Linked DNA regions of Zea mays: region 2 is linked to region 1. Evidence: chromatin contacts called from public Hi-C data. All regions are on one chromosome and are shown on one strand. Each heading gives the region's core, a stretch centred on a gene start, on an enhancer-like site or on the middle of the called end of the contact. The rest is flanking DNA. Distances are from core to core; before and after follow the strand shown.

Region 1 (4,354 bases), core at 786-3,285:
CATGTCGAAGCATGTTATTAGCACTATACATATATATCAGCGCTTCACCAAATTGCAGATGGAATAATAGATAATAATGCGCCATGTACATTAATTGTAGAGGTAAAACAACAACAACGACAAGAAGAATAGATCTGACTGACCCAGTTGATGAACCAAGAGAGGCTGAACTTCTTTGGCTTCTTAATCTTCAACCACAGAATGCACGGAAGCTGTTTGGTCATGAAGTGCTTAGTTAGGAATTAGGATGGGCTGAAATAAAGAAAACTAATTGATGCTGAATTCTAAAGGACAGATCTCTCACGTAGTAGGTTGTCGGCGCAAATGCGAAGCCACCAAAGAACCCTAGCAGCCCCCCGAAGAACGGCACGGCGATGCCAACCAGAGCTGTCAGCACTGCACGCACGACAAAAGATGCATATGTAATCAGATCAGTTCAATGCGTACGTACGTTGAATTAATGTGTATATATATACAAGTACTTACCAACATAGAGCGAGCGCGCTATCAAACGGAGAGGCATGCCTGGCTTGAACCGGAGTTTCTTCACCAGGAACGTCTCGAGCATGTCGAACACGGGCATGGCGTAGATCTGCACTAATTATATGTTAGTGTACTGTGCGCGCGTAGCCGTCACCAATACTAACGACGCAGCAATACGCGCGCGGGAGGTTATTTGGGACCACCTGGTAGCTGCCGATGACGTGCACGACGACGAAGATGTTGGCGGCGGCGATGAGCCAGCGTGGCTTCTCGAGGGTGATGAGGATGTTGTCGTCGACGGCGTTGCCGAAGACGTAGTAGCCGACGAACGCCACCGGGAGGTAGCAGATGGCGACGACGAGGTAGGCGAGGACGACGCCCTGCCACATGGGCTTCTTGGACGGCTTGTCTGGCGTGGACGGGATGGTGGCCTGGATCTCCAGCACCACGTTGTGCCCCGCGTACGCGAACGCCACGTCCCCGAGCGCGCTCAGGAAGTTGAACGTCTGCCCCGTCGTCGTCGACGCCTTCATGCTGTAGTCCACGGCCGAGTGCCGCCCCTTGTGCGCCGACGCCGCCCATGCAATCGTCGAGTAGCTGCATTGTGCGATATGCGTTGTTGCGTTGCATGCATAGAATCATTCAATCCATCATGCATGATCCGATCCAAGCGATCAATAATCCATCGATCATCAGAGCGAGTAATTAGTAGTAATGACAGACGTACGGCAATAATATATAGATCGATCCTTACGTGAGCGACATGACTGCGGCGGCGAGGGAGACGAGCGTGATGGAGTTGAAGTTGGGCAGCTGCGAGAGCAGCAGGTGGATGGCGGCGAAGACCATGATCCACGAGCTGGTGCGGAGCGGCTTGCAGTCCGGGCAGGCGACGGTGTAGCACTTCTCGAACGACTTGCCGCCGGTGACCATGTAGACGATGCAGACGCCGATCTCGACGATGAGCTGCTGCGGGACGACGATCCAGAGGCCCAGCTTATCGCCGAACGCGTGCTGGCCCAGCTCGTGGTAGCGGTCGAAACGCTTCCCGGGGACGCACTCGTGCATCTCGACCATCTGCCACAGCGTGTACAGGGTGATCACCCAAGACAGGACCATGGCGACCACGCCGGGACCCCTGCACGCATGCGGTGTGTTAGTTCGTTCACGCATGCAGATCCATATATCCATCGATCAGTTAAATGGATCGATCGCGACGACAGATGCATGCAAGGCACAATATTGCATGCCGATCGAGGCGAGGACAACAATTAAGACCAGATCAGATGGATGCCACGTACCAGCCGAGCTCGGACATTGCGTAGGGCAGGCTGAGGACGCCGGCGCCGACCATGGCCGTGACGTTGTGGAAGGCGGAGTACCACCATTTGGCGTTCCTGGACGAGGTGATGGGCAGCCAGTCGTCGATGGCTTTCTCCTTCTCCGTCGACGTCATGCTGGAGGGCGTCGCCATCTCGGTCGCCCGGCCGATGGAGACGTATGCCGAGGGATCGGAGGAGATGGCGGCCAGGTAGTTTGCCGCAGGAAAAAGCTGGATATTTTGGAGTAGCCCGGGGCGAGATCGATGGATAGATAGATATATATATATATACACACATCCCGTTGCCCCGCTCGCGAGATCCGGAAACTGTTACCTTTCTGTTTCTTATTGGGCCATTGACTAGTATTTTATTCATAAGAACTCGGCCCTTGGAGAGCCCTACCAACAAACAAACCCGTGTTTGACGGACCATCCACCGGCCGCACGCGCGTTTTATGTCGCCGCCGCCGTCCGCTGACAACATGGGTGAAAGTGTTGCCGCGTTGCTGCTTATTCATTTTGGATTTATACATGCCTGCTCTTTTTGTCAAACCATATGCAGACTTACTTTATAGGTCAAACCATTTGCACAGTGGTTACGTGACTTCTGAATATGTAATCGAAGGTGCCTTTTCAGTCAAACCGGACACCTGGCGTTCTAATGCTGGAGATTGTAAGTGGATTAAGGATTCGGTCGACACACATTACCATGGATTTTCCTGACCGGCCTTATCTCATATCTAAGTATCGAAATGCATAGAGTTCAGAACTAAAGGAATCCACAGACAACAGAGGGTGAGCCCACTGGTAAATTTTATTTCTGTTCACGCCTGGAACTTATGGAAAGATGGAGAAGTAGAGAAACTAGTGGGCTCTTCAACTATGGAGAGTTGCTGCCCTGAAGAAGCTTCACGATGCGTCCATATAGGCCTCTTGTGTGTTCAACACAGTCCAAGCTGCAGGCCCTTTCATGTCAGCAGTTGTGACCAGTACCAATGCAACCTGTGTATTTTGCACTTAGGCATGGTGAGCCTAGAGGAGCCAGTGACAACATGCATTGTATGTGCATGACATTATAGCCTCACGGTGCTAGAAGGCCGTTAGATCTTAGATGTACAATGGCAACTTACTCTCTGCGTGTATTTTAGCGATTTGCAGGTGTAAAACAAATCTTTTCTTAACTGTAGATGGACTAGAGAACTCCAGCAATAGGTGTATGTTCTGTCTGTGAGCTCATTACATAGAAAACACCTAGTTCAGGTACAGTGTATGCGAGAATGAAATAGTTGCGAGTGATGCATCAAGAATCGATGCTATATTTCGACCTGACATATTCCTATTCCACATGACATGACATTGGTTTTTTCTTCAGTTGTTCAGTTCTTCTGCTACGCACCAGACTCTGAGTTTTGTCATTGGATTTTTATTCAATTGCTCAGTATTCTGTTACGCACCAGACTCTGAGTTTTGTTTTGTTTTTTTATAATCCTAAGATTATCCTGCGAACAAGTTCAGTTCTTAACAAGTTCGTATATTTTCTTAACTGTTGGTTTTTTCTTCAGTTGTTCAGTTCTTCTGTTACGCACCAGCGGTGGACGCGGACCATAGAGACGGCACCTAGCCCATAACGTACTCCAGCCCAAAAGGAAGGCGATCGCGTGCCTTCCTTCAAAGCCTAATAAGGCCCGACGCTCACGGTAGCTTCCTCCCGGATCAGCGTAAGCCCATTGTGGACCCAGCGCAGCCTGCAGCCCATCGATGATTCCGCAGCCCAGCTAATCCCAAACACCGTCGAGCGGACCTCGGAAGGGAACGGCCGGAGTCGCCGGCACCCGCGCTTCGCAGCCCGTCGGTCATGCCGCCGCCGCAGCCACTGCGTGCCTTATCTTCCTTCCCTTTACCTCGCCGCCATCCTACCCATACCCCCGCCACTATAACCGGTTGCGCCTCTACTTCCGACCGCCTACCATTCGCAATGCCCTCCGGCCCGGATGTAAGGTTCGTAGTCGGAAACCGTCGGAAACCCTTGGACCATTTGCCACCGGCCCAATGATATCGACCTGCCCCGGCCGCGGCAAGATATCATCCATTGGGAGTTCGAAACTCCATGTGACGGTAACCAGCCAACCTGTCGGCATCTCCCTCTTGTCAATTCACCGTGTCCCGCCGCCGTGCGAGTCCGGAGTTCCTATCTACTTGATTTCTCTGCATTTCCTTCTAGTAGGAAGTACCATTCTAGATTGGCGCGTCACTAGCACGATGACCCATATGTCAGTGTTGTTCTTGGTATGCAATTCTCCTCAGTAGACCAGTTGCAATGCTGAATAATCCACGATTGTACTAGGCTACTAGCTGACACCTTCGACATATGAGGATGTTTGGTTTCTAGGGACTATTGTTTAGTTCTATCATTTTATTCTATTTTAGTCTATAAATTGTCAAATATAGAAACTAAAAAGAGTTTTAGTTTCTATATTCGGTAATTTTGAAACTAAAATGGAATAAAATGTAGGGACTAAAAATTAGTCACTAGAAACCAAACACCCCATG
Region 2 (4,111 bases), core at 909-3,408, 260 kb after region 1:
AGTCACACAAGCTCATTCTTGTTACCTCTTTTTGAAGCCCATTGAAAGTGGTTTCCATGCTTCCAAGAGGAGCGAAGAGCTTGATTCATGAGACACATGCTGTCTTTTGAGTTTCCTATATCTCAACAAGGTGAAAGTGATAGCCTGACATATAAAAGCGGATGTTTGTGAATGAGAATCAAGAAGTGTTATTGGATTGCAACCTAGAGGCCAGAAGACAAAGAGTGATTTTTTTGTTTGCTCTTTTTAGCCTCATGAAATTCATATAATCGTCTTATCATGAAATGATCTGTTTTGGTGCATTGGTCTATAGCAGGTTCACAGTTTTGACAAATATTGGCGACTGATATCAACTCTTAAGTCTGATGCTCAAATTTCTATGTGCATTTGACCAAGACTAAGCTGCAATTTTAAAATATAAAAAGAAGATATCACTTGAACAAGATTAGAAATGCGAAACAAATATAGTAAATTAGACTGATCTTTGGATGCAAACATACTATATAGTATGCATACTTCTGCCACTTACCTTGGCAGCAACCAAAAAAATATCATTGGTTTCTGAAATAAAGAACAACTATCATCAGAAAATAGGTTTCCAACTTAAATGAAAAGTGGAAGCTGGACATTGTGCCATAATGATGCAGACCATAAATATTTAGTGCTGGCTTACCATTAGCATGCCCCACAAATTTCTGAAGGGCAGATTTCCGCAATGGTTCAGTCTTGGATCCAGCACACAGCAAAGAGTGATAAGAATCCCAATCGGAATCCGCACATGATTGGCTGTACAAATTGCAATATTACTTAACCAAGTTTTCTTCTCAAGGTTATATTTAAACGAAATATCCAAGAAATAACAAGAGTAATTTTTATAGTCACAAGTTTTGTACACGGAAATTAGGTCTGAAGAAATAGTGAGGAGAAACAGATATCATATGTTGTGCCAAGAGAAGTTAGTTTTCAGGCCTATATAATCATCTCTGGTGCCACCTCGCAAATCAAGAAGTATTCACAAATTATTAGGAACACAAACCTGCAGTAGAGTTCTCCCTCACATCCACCAGGGCAAGCAACAACTGGTGGCAAACAGAACTGATCGGTTAAAGGCAACAGCGTATTACCATCCATAAGTGACAACAGGACCTCTTGTGGCACAGCATTGCTATTTCCATTTGATGCACCGGAACAGCCAGTACTTGACCCAACATCACTCCCATGGCAGTGTCTCTCGGTAGTGCCATCACCACTACCACCAAGGCTTTGCAAATACAATCTACGCCCAATTTGGTACTCTATAGAACCAATGAAGTGGAAGCAGTAACTACACACAACACAGTCAATCTGCAAAAAGGCACATAGAAACCGGAACAGCCAGTTAGTTTTCAAATAAACGGCGCAATGGATTATTTACTTTCGATCAAATGGGATAACCTTGTTAAGGCTGTCCTGAGCACCGACCAACATTTGGTCCTTCAGAACAAGGTCGTCTTCACCAAAGTCCCTATTTGCATAAACACCTGAAAGAACCGGTTTGTTGAAAATGGGAGCTTTTACCTTATGCCAATTTTACATAACCAGATCAGGCTGAGTGGCTGCCCTCTAAATTATAGCTCAGCAACGGATACCTTTCCCATGCTTGCCACTGTAGCTCACTCTAATGCCATCAAGCTTCTTGGACCGTATGAGTTCACCATAGTATTCCTGATGAAGAAACAAAAGGCAGCATATTCATTACCTGATACTCGCACTGATGTTAACACCCAGATATAGCATTTCTCGCATAATTTTGTACCAACGCTATCAAAGCCTAAGATACCACACCAACAACGCCAACGCCATGAAAAGCCTGGATTCGGAAAGGTTCGACCAAAGTAACAGCTTTGATGCCAAGAGACTGTTCAATCAAGGGATTCTCAAGCAAACAGGCTAGTCGCACAGAAGGGGCCAGAAAGAAAGCAAGAACCTGGGCTGATTGGAGAGGAGGCGTGGCGAGGAGCTGAGCGATTTGGAGCGCAAACTCCCTGTCTAGATCGCACGGGCTGACGCTGCTAGCATCCATGCCGTTGGGGTGCCAACCGGAGCTTCTCGCGGCGGGTACGTCGGTCCCTGGCCGCGCCGCCGCTGCTTTTGCTGGCCGCTGGGGTTTTGGGGTTCTGGCGTGCGGAGACGGTAGTACGCATCCGCCACATGAAGACGTAAATATACCTTACGCCGTTAGGAAGTGAAAGCGTAACCATTTGGTTTTCTCTCTTCCAATGTTTAAGCAAGAGAAAGAAAAGCGTAACCCATTGTTTTTCTCTGTTCAATGTTTTTTAATCAATAGAAAGAAAAGTAAAGCCTCTAGCATTCCAAATTCTTCGCATGAGAAATAGTGTACCATGTGAGATGTGACAAAAAATATATACGTTGGGTATGATAGAGGTGGTGGTTGGACTGTATGCTAAGTTTAAGGTTTTTTGTGAAGTTTTAGTAGGAATCTGCAAATTCTAGGTTTTTTTCGTGGATGATTGCTTTTTTCTCAAAGATATTTTTATTTGTTAAACGATACTTCTGAACTAGTTGTGAGCACTTAATATTCTTAGAGTGGTAATTTTTATTCCAGTAAGTAGGAATTACTGAGTAGTGTGCTCTCAGTACTGAGTGAGTTTATTGGTCCTGCTCCTGCCAATTCAAATCGTAGATTCAAAATTTTATTGTTCGCCTCAGAAAGAAACATGCAAAACAGTTGCAAAACAGTGCTCATTCGGTTCAAAATGTGCAGACAACAATTCAAATTATATAAAGGGATAAGTATAAATCAGAACCTGGGTTAGGTCAGATAGCATGATATGACAACATAAACGAATACAAATAATTCTGGCCAACAGACCTGGATAGCAACATCAACCATCATTGTTTGGCCCTGCACTTTGAAGTCTCGATGACTTCGATAGCTAGAAAACCAGAGTCTGACTCTAGCTTATTGTTGCTAAAAAATGTTGTACGGATCTAGTGCTCTAGCAATGGTATGTGTTGCGTTGGTGAAGCTAAGACAAACCCGCGGGCACCGGTTGGCTTGTTCGGCTAATATTCACCCCAGTATATATGGGATGAAGGGAATTAGGGTATAAATTAAATTAATTTATACTTCAATCCATCTCAACTCATATGTATATGAGTGAATCCTAGAATATCAAACATAGTCTGAGAAAAAAAAAGTATGACGTCATCCACGTGAGTATGTAAAACTAAAATTTATTAAAGTGATACTTTAATTGGGGAAGGTTAGAGCAACTCCATGAAGGAGTCCTAAATTTGATCCCTAAATATTGTTTTGGGACCGAATTAATTTGTTTTAGGACTCTGAATACATCATCATCATCTCCAACAACCGGACCTTAAACATGTGTTTGTCAACTAATTCACCTTCATGGGCCCACGCGCATGCCCTGTTCATGTGTCGCAAATAGACGTGATCTGTTCGGCTAATATTCACCCCCAATTTATATGGATTGAAGGGGATTGGGTGTAAATTAAATTAATTTATATCTCAATCCATCTCAACTCATGTGTATATGAGTGAATACTAGAGTATCAAACATAGTCTGAGCGGAAAAAAGTGTGGTGTCATTCACGTGAGTACGTAAAACTAAAAGTTATTAAAGTGATACTTTAGCTGGGGAAAGTTAGAGCAACTCCAAGAATGAGTCCTAAATATTGTTTTGGGCCCAATTTGATTTATTTTAGGACTATGAATACATCATCATCTCCAACAAACGGACCTTAAACATGTGTTTGTCAACTAATTCACCTTCATGGGTGAAAGAAAAATAGGGTTTAACCTTTTCCTATCAATGATTTTGGTGGTTGAATGCCCAACACAAATAATTGGACTAACTAGTTTGCTCTAGATTATATATTCTACAGGTGCCAAAGGTTCAACACAAACCAATAAAAAGATCAAAGTTAGGGTTCAAAAGAAAGGAGCAAAAGAAACCGAAGAGAACCCTCGTCTGGCGCACCGGACAGTGCCCGGTGCACCAAGGGTCGTACACTCTGAACTCCTCACCTTCGGGTTTCTCAGGGCACACTCCGCTATAATTCACCGGACCATCCGGTGTGCCACCGG

The links. Hi-C and Micro-C count contacts between places; a contact is called where the count stands out from the background.
Region 2: a contact with region 1 is called in a Hi-C map of ear, with 2.1 times the contacts expected there. The contact joins the promoter of LOC100283168 here to the promoter of LOC100283144 in region 1. A contact is called at or near these places in 3 of 25 Hi-C or Micro-C datasets (bundle sheath, ear and tassel).

Annotation. Positions count from the first base shown.
Region 1 is chr2:7,547,003-7,551,356 of Zm-B73-REFERENCE-NAM-5.0, forward strand. It overlaps LOC100283144 (AATL2), which reads right to left and starts at 2,036. Exons shown (of 7, transcript NM_001156046.1): 1 at 1,785-2,036; 2 at 1,238-1,621; 3 at 687-1,080; 4 at 487-592; 5 at 305-396; 6 at 144-212. The coding sequence starts at 1,957. It also overlaps the pseudogene LOC103645889.
Region 2 is chr2:7,811,344-7,815,454 of Zm-B73-REFERENCE-NAM-5.0, forward strand. LOC100283168 (MYND finger family protein) reads right to left here and starts at 2,159. Exons shown (of 15, transcript NM_001156070.1): 1 at 1,967-2,159; 2 at 1,629-1,704; 3 at 1,435-1,520; 4 at 1,037-1,344; 5 at 674-786; 6 at 530-561; 7 at 26-144. The coding sequence starts at 2,062.